Regions from separate parts of the Bicyclus anynana genome. Here region 1 is linked to region 2. The links are chromatin contacts, called in public Hi-C maps. All regions are on one chromosome and are shown on one strand. Each heading gives the region's core, a stretch centred on a gene start, on an enhancer-like site or on the middle of the called end of the contact. The rest is flanking DNA. Distances are from core to core; before and after follow the strand shown. Region 1 has its middle 62 kb from the start of LOC112045429. Region 2 has its middle 11 kb from the start of LOC112045448.

Region 1 (4,973 bases), core at 319-2,818, 380 kb after region 2:
CTTTACCCATTTGAAAGGTTTTTCGTTAATTGTGCTCGCATTAAGAGCGCATAAAATCTACCTCTTCGTTATCAACCCATATTGGGGTCGCTGCTGAGCTCGAGTCTCCTCTCAAAATGAGAGGGGTTAGGCCAATAGTCCACCACGCTGATCCAATGCGGATTGGCATAACATTTAAAACCCTATAATACGTACATACTTGTATGTACGGAGTCGGTCTGTATTAAAAATGAAGCTATAAATTATGCAGAAAGCTCACAAGGTTAAAATCTCGATCTGTCGCCGATGTAATAAATTGCTTGTGTTTTACACCAATCGACGTAAGTTAAATAAAATAAACTTAACTTTCCACGTATCGATATCAACGTATCGAATAAAAAACGTTGACTAAATAAAACAAAATCGATCGAATGCATAAAGTTATCCATGTCCGAAACGAAATGAGTGTAGATATTTACTTTGAGAGAAATAGTAGAGTGGCTATTAATTTAGTTCCCTTATTATTAGTAGCTGCGCCCCGCGGTCTCACTTGCCTAGAACTAACGTTAAAGAGTACCAAATGTCAGCAAAACTATCGCTATATTTTATATTCGTGATTATAATCGCATCATGGGAAATATCGCATATTAATTTTCACACGTCAGTAGTTAACTTTTGGTAGGTATTACAATCGAATTTCGGCTATATTTTTGATTTAAATTGGTTTTAATAATACTAACTGTATTGGAGCTTCAATATTTCAGAATATCTAGTCAAGCGGTCGACTATGACAACAAAGTAGTAATACAAAACTGCGAGTGAATGAAGTTAGAGGTTTTTATCCGTAATCGTGATAATATTTATTTTCCATACCTCATATCTGTGCTCAAAAGATGTAGGTTCTTACCAATGATTAAAAGGGTTTTTGAATATCTATAAGTAAGTAGGTAGGTACTTATAAGATTGTTAATATTTTTCTTCGATGATTGGCTGTTTGTCCGATCTGTTACAAAATTAAAGCTTTGAATATCATTACAAATGAATCTTCAAGATAAATGCATACTACCGTATTATATACGAGTAAATATTTTTCAGTATTAAAACTACAGTATACTCGTACAGTAGTATACAGTACACGATCATGCAAAACGAAAATGCAGTAAAGATCATCAAATTTTTTCTAGTTTATTAAACTATTTTTCGGAGTTTATATCTAAAAAAAAAAATCAAGAATTATCTTTGCTTATTTAATTGATAGACAAGTTGGAATAAAAGAACTTCATGCTTTTGTCTGTGCCTTCACAGTCATTTTGTAATTTAAGTCTGTGATATAAAGGTATATAAAAGTAAATTGAATCTTAAATGAAAGGGTTTTTTTACTTCTGGTTACATTTTTTTTATGTGTAGAGGCAGGGTTCTCTCTGGGTACCTGTGCTCCCGATCCCGTATTAGTAACCACAGAACAGACAACGCTAAAAGCTAACGGTAACTTCTTATATATGTGTTAATAACACACATAGCATTCACGGTAGTCTGCGATGAACTAAAATAAGGTGGTTATGTAAATGAGCTCTCAACTGTCCTCAGCACATTCGTATTAAAAAGCCTCCGCTTCTTTTACTGAGTGGGTGCAGCGAGCCTTAATAAAAGAAATGAACTCTGCTGTCTACCTAAATGTAACTGTAACTTTTTTGGACAACCTAATATAATATTTAAATAATTTCTACTTGTACGTTGCACCTTATCACATCATGGTTGTGTTTTTGGGATAACTGCGGCATTACACTGTCGATTCGCAATTCTTCTTGTCTGTCGGTTTGATACCAGATATAAGAACTAGTAGACACCGCGCGGTTTCACCCACGTGGTTCCGGTTCCTTTAGAAATACGAGGACAAACATAGCCTATAGCCTTTCTTATAAATGGGCTATCTAACACTGAAAGAATTTTTCAAATCAGACCAGTAGTTCCTGAGATTAGCGCATTCAAACAAACTCTTCAACTTTATAATATTAGTATAGATTTAGAGTATGTGCAGAAACTCCACTGTCTTCTGCCTCCTTCCCACTTCTACCACAAAACAGCAAGTTGCCAACGATGGTGTCCTTACTTTGAGAATATCATGGAAACTCTTACTAAACAGTTTGCTTTCACGTTTCTAATTCACACAACTAAAGTCTGGAATGCCCTTCTGTCTTCAGTGCCATCTAGAATTTGAGCACCATTAGGTCTCGTTAACCATAAAAGCCTATCTTTTCAATATTCCTGATGACGTGAAGTCATGATTACTCGTTGTTGTTCATAACCACAACATACATACTAATAAAAGTATAGGATTTACATCATCATCCGATGGACGTTTGCTGATAGACCTCCTGTAGGAACTTCTAAACACCCCATGATTTCAAGTCGCCAGTTTCCAAAAACTTGGGACCCCAATCTCCATCGGCTCTTCATCTCGTTTTACTAGTATTTAGTTTTCCACATTTTATAAATCAAGGTAAGTACCTACTCATACTTTTAGATTAAACGATCAAACCTTTTTTAAAATGTTTGACGACAGATTTTAGACTTTGAAAGACGCTAAAGTTTTTATTAAATTGAAACACAATACCCTTAAAATACAGCCTGATTTGTGGAGGCGTGTAGCTAGGCCAAGAGACAGTACGAATAATTGGATCTTTTCATAATTTTTACTTATTCCTATGATGTTCAGTACCCACCTAGATTTTTTTTATTCTTTACAAGTTAGCCCTTGACTAACCCTTGACAATCTCACCTGATGGTAAGTGATGATGCAGTCTAAGATGGAAGCGGGTTTACTTGTTAGGAGGAACATGCAAATCCACACCCCTTTCGGTTTCTACACGGCATCGTACCGGAATGCTAAATCGCTTGGCGGTACGTCTTTGCCGGTAGGGTGGTAGCCTAGTAGCCACGGCCGAAGCCGATAAGACAATCTCAATCAGCCCAGCCGGGGATCGAACCCAGGACCTCCGTTTTGTTAATCCACCGCGCATACCACTGCGCCACGGAGGCCGTCAACAAAATAAACATTATTTATGGGTTAACAAAATAATTATTATTTATGGATATTACAAAAATACTATTGTAATCAAAGATAATTTTAAATTAATGTAAAATAGAAAAGCAAAATAAGTGTACTACGTATAATCTTATGTTCTACGATAATTACTTGTTAATATAGGAATAATATACAATAATAATAATCTAAGTACAAACTAATTACCTATTATGTTAATGGCTGGATGTTTGGGACGCAGAACCGTAGTACAGACAGAGAGTAGACAGACTTTGCTTTTGATATTGACTGATAAGATGAAGATATAGAAGTATTCGATGACAATATTTGTCAAGTTCCACATATTGTTATTGTAAAAACAAAATGCTTATTATAATTTAATTCCAAGTGACCGTCTCTTGGTCTATGTGAACCTGATTACAATGCCAGTTCCCCAGACCTATGACAGGCTAATCACGATGCGTCAAGGGACTTATTACATTCCGCCTCCGTTAAAGCATTTCCAGATATGTTAATTCTTAATTGTTGGGTTCGAAACGAGTGCAACGTAAACTCGGTTTCAGTCTACTTGGCGAAATAAACCTTACGTGACTGCTGAATTGTGAGTTAAGAATATACAATAAAACCATTTTTGCTGTTTTACGTAAAAATACCAAACTGATATCTTACAAATTAAAAAAATTTAAGCTGCCGAATATCATGAAACTATTAATTACACTCTCGATCAAGTCAATAATATTATCTTTCACTAGCTGACGCCGCGCGGTTTCACCCGCGTGTTTCCCGTTCCCGTAGGGATACGGGGATAATATATAGTCTATAGCCTTCCTCGATAAATGGGCTATCTAACACTGAAAGAATTTTTCAAATCGGACCAGTAGTGCCTGAGATTAGCGCGTTCAATCAAACAAACTAACTCTTCAGCTTTATAATATTAGTATAGATTGCGTTTTCATTTGAGACTCACCAAATAAAGACCCACTCGAGTATGTTTACAGATATTCGGTTATTCGTCTCCAATTTCACCCCCCACAACTTTTAAACGGCTCAACCGATTTTCATTAGAAATATTTAAGAATACTCTTAAATAAGTCATTTTTAATACAAAAAAAAAAACTAAATTGAAATGGCTTCATCCGTTTGGGAGCTATGGTGCACAGACAGACCCCTCTTTTTGCATTGGGGGTGAATTAAAAAATAAATATGCAAATAAACATACCAAAATAATAATGGTGCTACTCAAATTTTAACTATCATATTTAATACTGTAACGACATAAAAATAATAAGTAAAATGGTATTTACTGTTTTATCTGCCTTCAGAACCGGTGGTAGAATCTTTACAAATAGTCAACTGACGTGTCAAAAGTGCTTGGAAACTGAGCCTACTTGAAATAAATGATTTTTGATTTTGATTTTGATTTATTATGGTTCCAAAAGCAAACATAGACGGGATTCAGAAGAATCAACTTCTACACAGAAGCATGTTGACTCATCAATATACTGTTGCAAGGTAAAACGTGTTTTTTGCAAACTATTCCACTATTTTAATTAGGCGCGTTTTAATCTGTATCTACCGATAAACCACTATAGGTAGTTGTTAATCTTCCCTAACCTGTTATTAATTAAGATTTTCAGGGTTAAATTTTATAGTTATTTTTTTTTTATTATTATGATTCGGTTCATATTAACAGTATGATTGTACCGGCGTAAATTGATTGATCGTAATAACTACATCATTTATAGGGTTCCGTAGTCTATAAAGAACCTTTATAGTTTCGCCATATTAGAAAACTGAATTTTGGTACGGGTATGTATATTAATAACGTATTTAAAGTGGTAAAAAAAAATTTAAAAAAATATTGTGTTTCTTATCTACATGCAAAGTGAGGATGAATTTTTTATCGTCTATCCCATGGTGTGGGGTATCGGTATTTTTGTGCATTACGTAA
Region 2 (4,809 bases), core at 1,026-3,525:
TAAGCTTCCAATTAAACAAAAAGGCACATAACTATTAAAATACCCTGTAACAATATAATCCCGGAATATGAAATAAGCTCCAAAAGCTAAGCCATGTTAACGATATCATGACATAGCTTAAACCCCTCCACCGCACATCATTAGCTGGCGATCCCATTGTATGTCCGCTATTAACCTGGCTTAAACGATTTAATTTTAGATTTTCCCTCCAATATATCGGCCAGCCATCGATGCCATCTAATCACTGCCCACAGACAACATAATCCCCCGATTTATTGCCCATAACAACGGACACTGTCGTCAACTGAATTGATACAGTCATATACGTCGCGCTACGGAAAAAGAGCGCTCGTAGCCTAAATATATTTAGACTATAGTCAGTCAACTGTTATCGGACATTGTAAATTACCGCTTTAATAAGTTCTGTCAGTCTGGTGTCTAATAAATTTTATATGATCCGACAGATTAAATTTTAAGGATGTGTAATTGGTATTGAAGTTTTTATTAATTTTAAAATATTACAACATATAGAAGACGTGAATATTTTAGACGCCAATTAATGCCATTAAGCGGCATTTATCTATACTATTTATTATACGGAAGCTACATGAAACATGTTTTAAAGTCGAATATTGCCATATTATTATAGAGATTTGTTTGTACAAATCAGAAACAATAAGGGAAAGCTGCTCGTTATGTAATATAATCATTAATTATTAGCAGCATCTTAGCCTCTGTAGGAAATTTCACACACCTGCATTAAGTAAAACATAAAAAGTGCGTGTAATATTAACTAAAAGAGAAAGTACGAAAAACTGAAAACAAAAAAAGCAAAACTATCAACTGCACAGGCTGACCATAAGCTCTCCTTTCACATGACACGTTCTATACAAGTTAACAGTCGCATAGATTTATAAACAGTTCGGCGCTAATGAAATTATATTGGTCACCCATAAATAACTGGGACCATACACAAGGTGACCACAATGATGCGTATTTACAATGTATTGGTATTGAATAGCGCACTGGTCACAACACAGACCACCCTTAATACATCGGCTTACAATATCTGGGGTGGTACAGAAAGTAGATAGATATTTATTGGGGCATTTGGAAATTTTATGGATGTTCAATAGAATTCTGAATGAACTGTATATAAACCACCTACGCGACATATAAATTATGTAGATGGTATAAACTAATTCATTAACATTTTCTCAGGGAATGTTGTGCCGATTTGAATTTTAACTTTTTAGTGTACACTTAAATTGTGTCATCGTTAATTAGGTGTGATGACCTCTAGCGGATTTGGGAATTCTTAAGTAAAAGCTCCGGCGAACAATTCCAAGTTTGAGCTAATTAAAGATTTAAAATATATACGAGTACGTTTCAACAGGCGATTTAGTATCCTTCCCAAAGCGCGGTAGCTTAAATAATTTAGATCGCAATTAATTTAATCGTATCTACAATATATTTTTCTCCTCAAATATTGTAAAAAAAATTCAAACCTCCCGCTGTGAGACCTTTGAGTGCCCAAGAAACCGGTGGTCAGGGCTACAGAGTGAGGAACCTCTTTACAATACGCGCCGACTCAAGAATACTGCTATTGCATAATAATGCTACTATTTGACCCTTATTCCAGCAGTTAAGCGAAAGCTTCTTAAGGTCGAAATTATTACATACAACATTATTATTATTTTGATTGATATGTTTTTTTTTCACAGAAGATTTTGTTATAGTTATAATTCTGTCTCATTGTTATCTTAAGGTTGTTGTATCAAAAATATCAAAAGTATCAAAAACTGAAATAACTAATTTAACCATATCTTTATACACAACATATAAATAGTTATTTAACGTATAACCACACCTAGAAACTGGAAAAGATGACCATCACACAAACATTTTACATTAGTTTCCATTACTAGGGAATCAAACATGGCGGGATACAGAGAGCAGGGTCACTATTGGTTTATAACCTCGCGGCAATTTTTTTAAAATTAAATATAGCTCAGCTTTCGAACAATAAAAACTATCATTGGTACATTCGTTACGAAGCTACGATGCCTCAGACAGATCATTGTAGGAATCCAACCGACGGCTATTCAGGAAGCAGGATCACTAGTACGCCATAATAGATGTTGTAGACAATCAGTATCTTCTCATGGATTTCCTTAGGGTCATGACGCGTCCAAAATGAGGACAAAGGTTCTGTGGGGAGCGTAGGTAGCAGAGCCTACCGATATTGCCGACAGCGGGGCACCTTTGTCACTGCGCCCATTGTACGGCCTGACGCGATGCACTGACCAAAAATCATTAATTTTGTATCACAAAGCAAGAACCCACAAATCGAAGCGCTGAAAAAAATTAGGGCCATTCAGTTTCGGTCACTGACACAGATGGAGTGGCCCACGGCTATTTTGATTCGAGTTTTAATTATTATGATTCGGATTGCTCTCGCCGGTGGAATTGTGATTATGTTTCTTTACCTGCTTCTTGAGCGATAGGTATTTATTCAATTGAAATTTAAAAGTGGTCTTGTGGTCGCTTTTTAGACCATTACGTTTAGTACTTTTTGATATCAAAGAGGTGTTTTACGGATAAAAGTGATTCGTGTTCAAATACTAATACTTTCAACCTATGAAATATACAAGTAAAAAATTTTAAATTCCCTTACACTCATTGTCAGTTAGAAATTAAAAAAAACGCCAATATCTTCGGATTTTTTATCGGATACTCATATACTCGTACACATAAGCTGAAAGCCACCTCGTCGATACCTTCCGTTTTTGAACAAATGAAATCCGCACCATAATCGGTCCATTCGTTATGAAGCAATGCCACATATACACAGTAATAACAAACATACACTTATAGCACCCTTGTATTTTAAGTCAGAAGTTAAAAAAGCAGTATTTCTATCTATTTTCGAGATTAACTCGCCTACTCCTATTGATGAGGTTTTTCATAAAAATATAAAAAAGTGCTTAGATCCGGCTTAGGATTCTAAATTCAAATTCAAGTCTATAGACGGTTTTTTGTAAAACACCTCGGTTGTTTTATTTTGGTATAGTACATTTCTTTAGCGTTTTGTGAATGATTTAAAACTGTGCGTTACGGATGGTTGCCTCAACTGGAATTAGGTGTATTAGGCTTACCTGTAGTTTACAAGCACTAGAATCGTCAAGTTTGACTATTTATAGAGACTCTAACACCGGTACCGAAGGCAAGTTCTGCTGAAGAATACTGGCTGCATTTCCGCGTTGGACAGCCAGGCTGATCCTTTGCGCAAAAAATGAGCCAGCCCTTCTGTCACCAGTCGAGGCAACTAGCCGCGGTGAAATTTTTTGGCACTGCAACTCCATGGCCCAAGGGTCTCCACGGCAAAAGGTAGAAATATGTAACTCTCAGTCAGAGAGGCATACCTGAGCCACTTACCGGTTTCAGCTTTTTCTGCTGCGACGCCCGGTCTAGATTCTGTCTCCCTGATATGAAGTAAAATTATTAATTTTATGTCTTGTGTGAAGATGAAAGCCAATTTTAATTATTATCTTCGAGTATCTTTGTCATTTTCATTGTCTTTGTCATTTACTTACTGTGCAAAATCTACTACTAATAATAATACTGTTAATACTGTACCGAATAAAAATAGTGAGTGTAAATATGTGAATGAACCCTTTGGTCACACCAAAATCACTTTGTACGTCCGAGCCATATCTGAGCTGTCAATCTTTCATCACTCATTTGTTCTGCCAGTTCGGACCGGGCGTGCCATGTTATTCTATTGAAGCCAGCTATATTATGCTTATCAGTTAATCTACAACTTGCCCATGTACCTGCATTTTCGTGTTTGGACAAATGTCGATGGTTAACGCTAAGAGCTCTTCCACAATCATTCACCAATAACTGTCATCTCTAGACAGTATATAGTGATTTTTGTTCTGAGTGAAGCTAACACATGTCATCATTATCAACCCATATTCGGCTGATTGCTGATCTCGAGTCTCCTCTCAGAATGAGAAGGTTTAGGCCAATAGTCCACCACACAGGCCCAATGCAGGTTTCTTCACGATGTTTTCCTTCACCGTTTGAGACACGTGATATTTAACTTCTTAAAATGCACACAACTGAAAAGTTGGAGGTGCATGCCCCGGACCGGATTCGAACTTACGCCCTCCGGCATTGGAGGCAGAGGTTATATTTATTTATTTATTAAGGAAAATCTCCACTGGGCTATAACGTTCGGCCGACAGTAATGTGTTTATCTTAATTCTCAATTCTCAATAGCAGAATTAGGAACTCGGTGTCTGAGTACGTAAAGCTGTTGATGCTGTGTCTGATTCTTTATGGTCGTGTCAGTTTACTATTCCAAAGGACTAGACAGTATAGGTAAGTCACTTTATTCATGACTACCAGACGCCTTGCGTTTTACCTTTCACCCTTGTGTTTCCCATTATCGTGGGAATAATGGTATAAAATACAGTCTGTGACGTGGCTTTCTATTGGTGACAGAATTTTTAAAATCGGTTTAGTAGATCCAGAGATTTCAACCTCACAAAATTTTCTTGTATAATATTACTACAGACAAGTTAGCCATAAGTGGAATGGTTGTGTATACCATTGCCTCAGATATAGAAAGAGGGAAACGCAAAGCAAGATTAGTTTTAAACTTACTCATATTGTGAGTAATTTACTTGTTCCATCGACTGTATAATAGAAAATTGGCTAATGTGTAAACGCTCTTAACATTGATATAAGTTAATGTGTTGTAATAATGGCTCTTATCACTAAGTATTTATCATTTAGGTA

What was found. Hi-C and Micro-C count contacts between places; a contact is called where the count stands out from the background.
Region 1: a Hi-C map of whole body shows a contact between it and region 2, with 2.4 times the contacts expected there. The contact joins two enhancer-like sites. A contact is called at or near these places in 2 of 2 Hi-C or Micro-C datasets (whole body and whole larva).

Annotation. Positions count from the first base shown.
Region 1 is chr13:2,487,798-2,492,770 of ilBicAnyn1.1, forward strand. No RefSeq gene overlaps it. Among protein-coding and RNA genes, the nearest start is that of LOC112045429, 62 kb to the right of the region's middle. Within about 2 kb of position 1,569, at least 5 of the 8 cell types and tissues checked have open chromatin away from gene starts, as enhancers often do.
Region 2 is chr13:2,107,631-2,112,439 of ilBicAnyn1.1, forward strand. No RefSeq gene overlaps it. Among protein-coding and RNA genes, the nearest start is that of LOC112045448, 11 kb to the left of the region's middle. Within about 2 kb of position 2,276, at least 6 of the 8 cell types and tissues checked have open chromatin away from gene starts, as enhancers often do.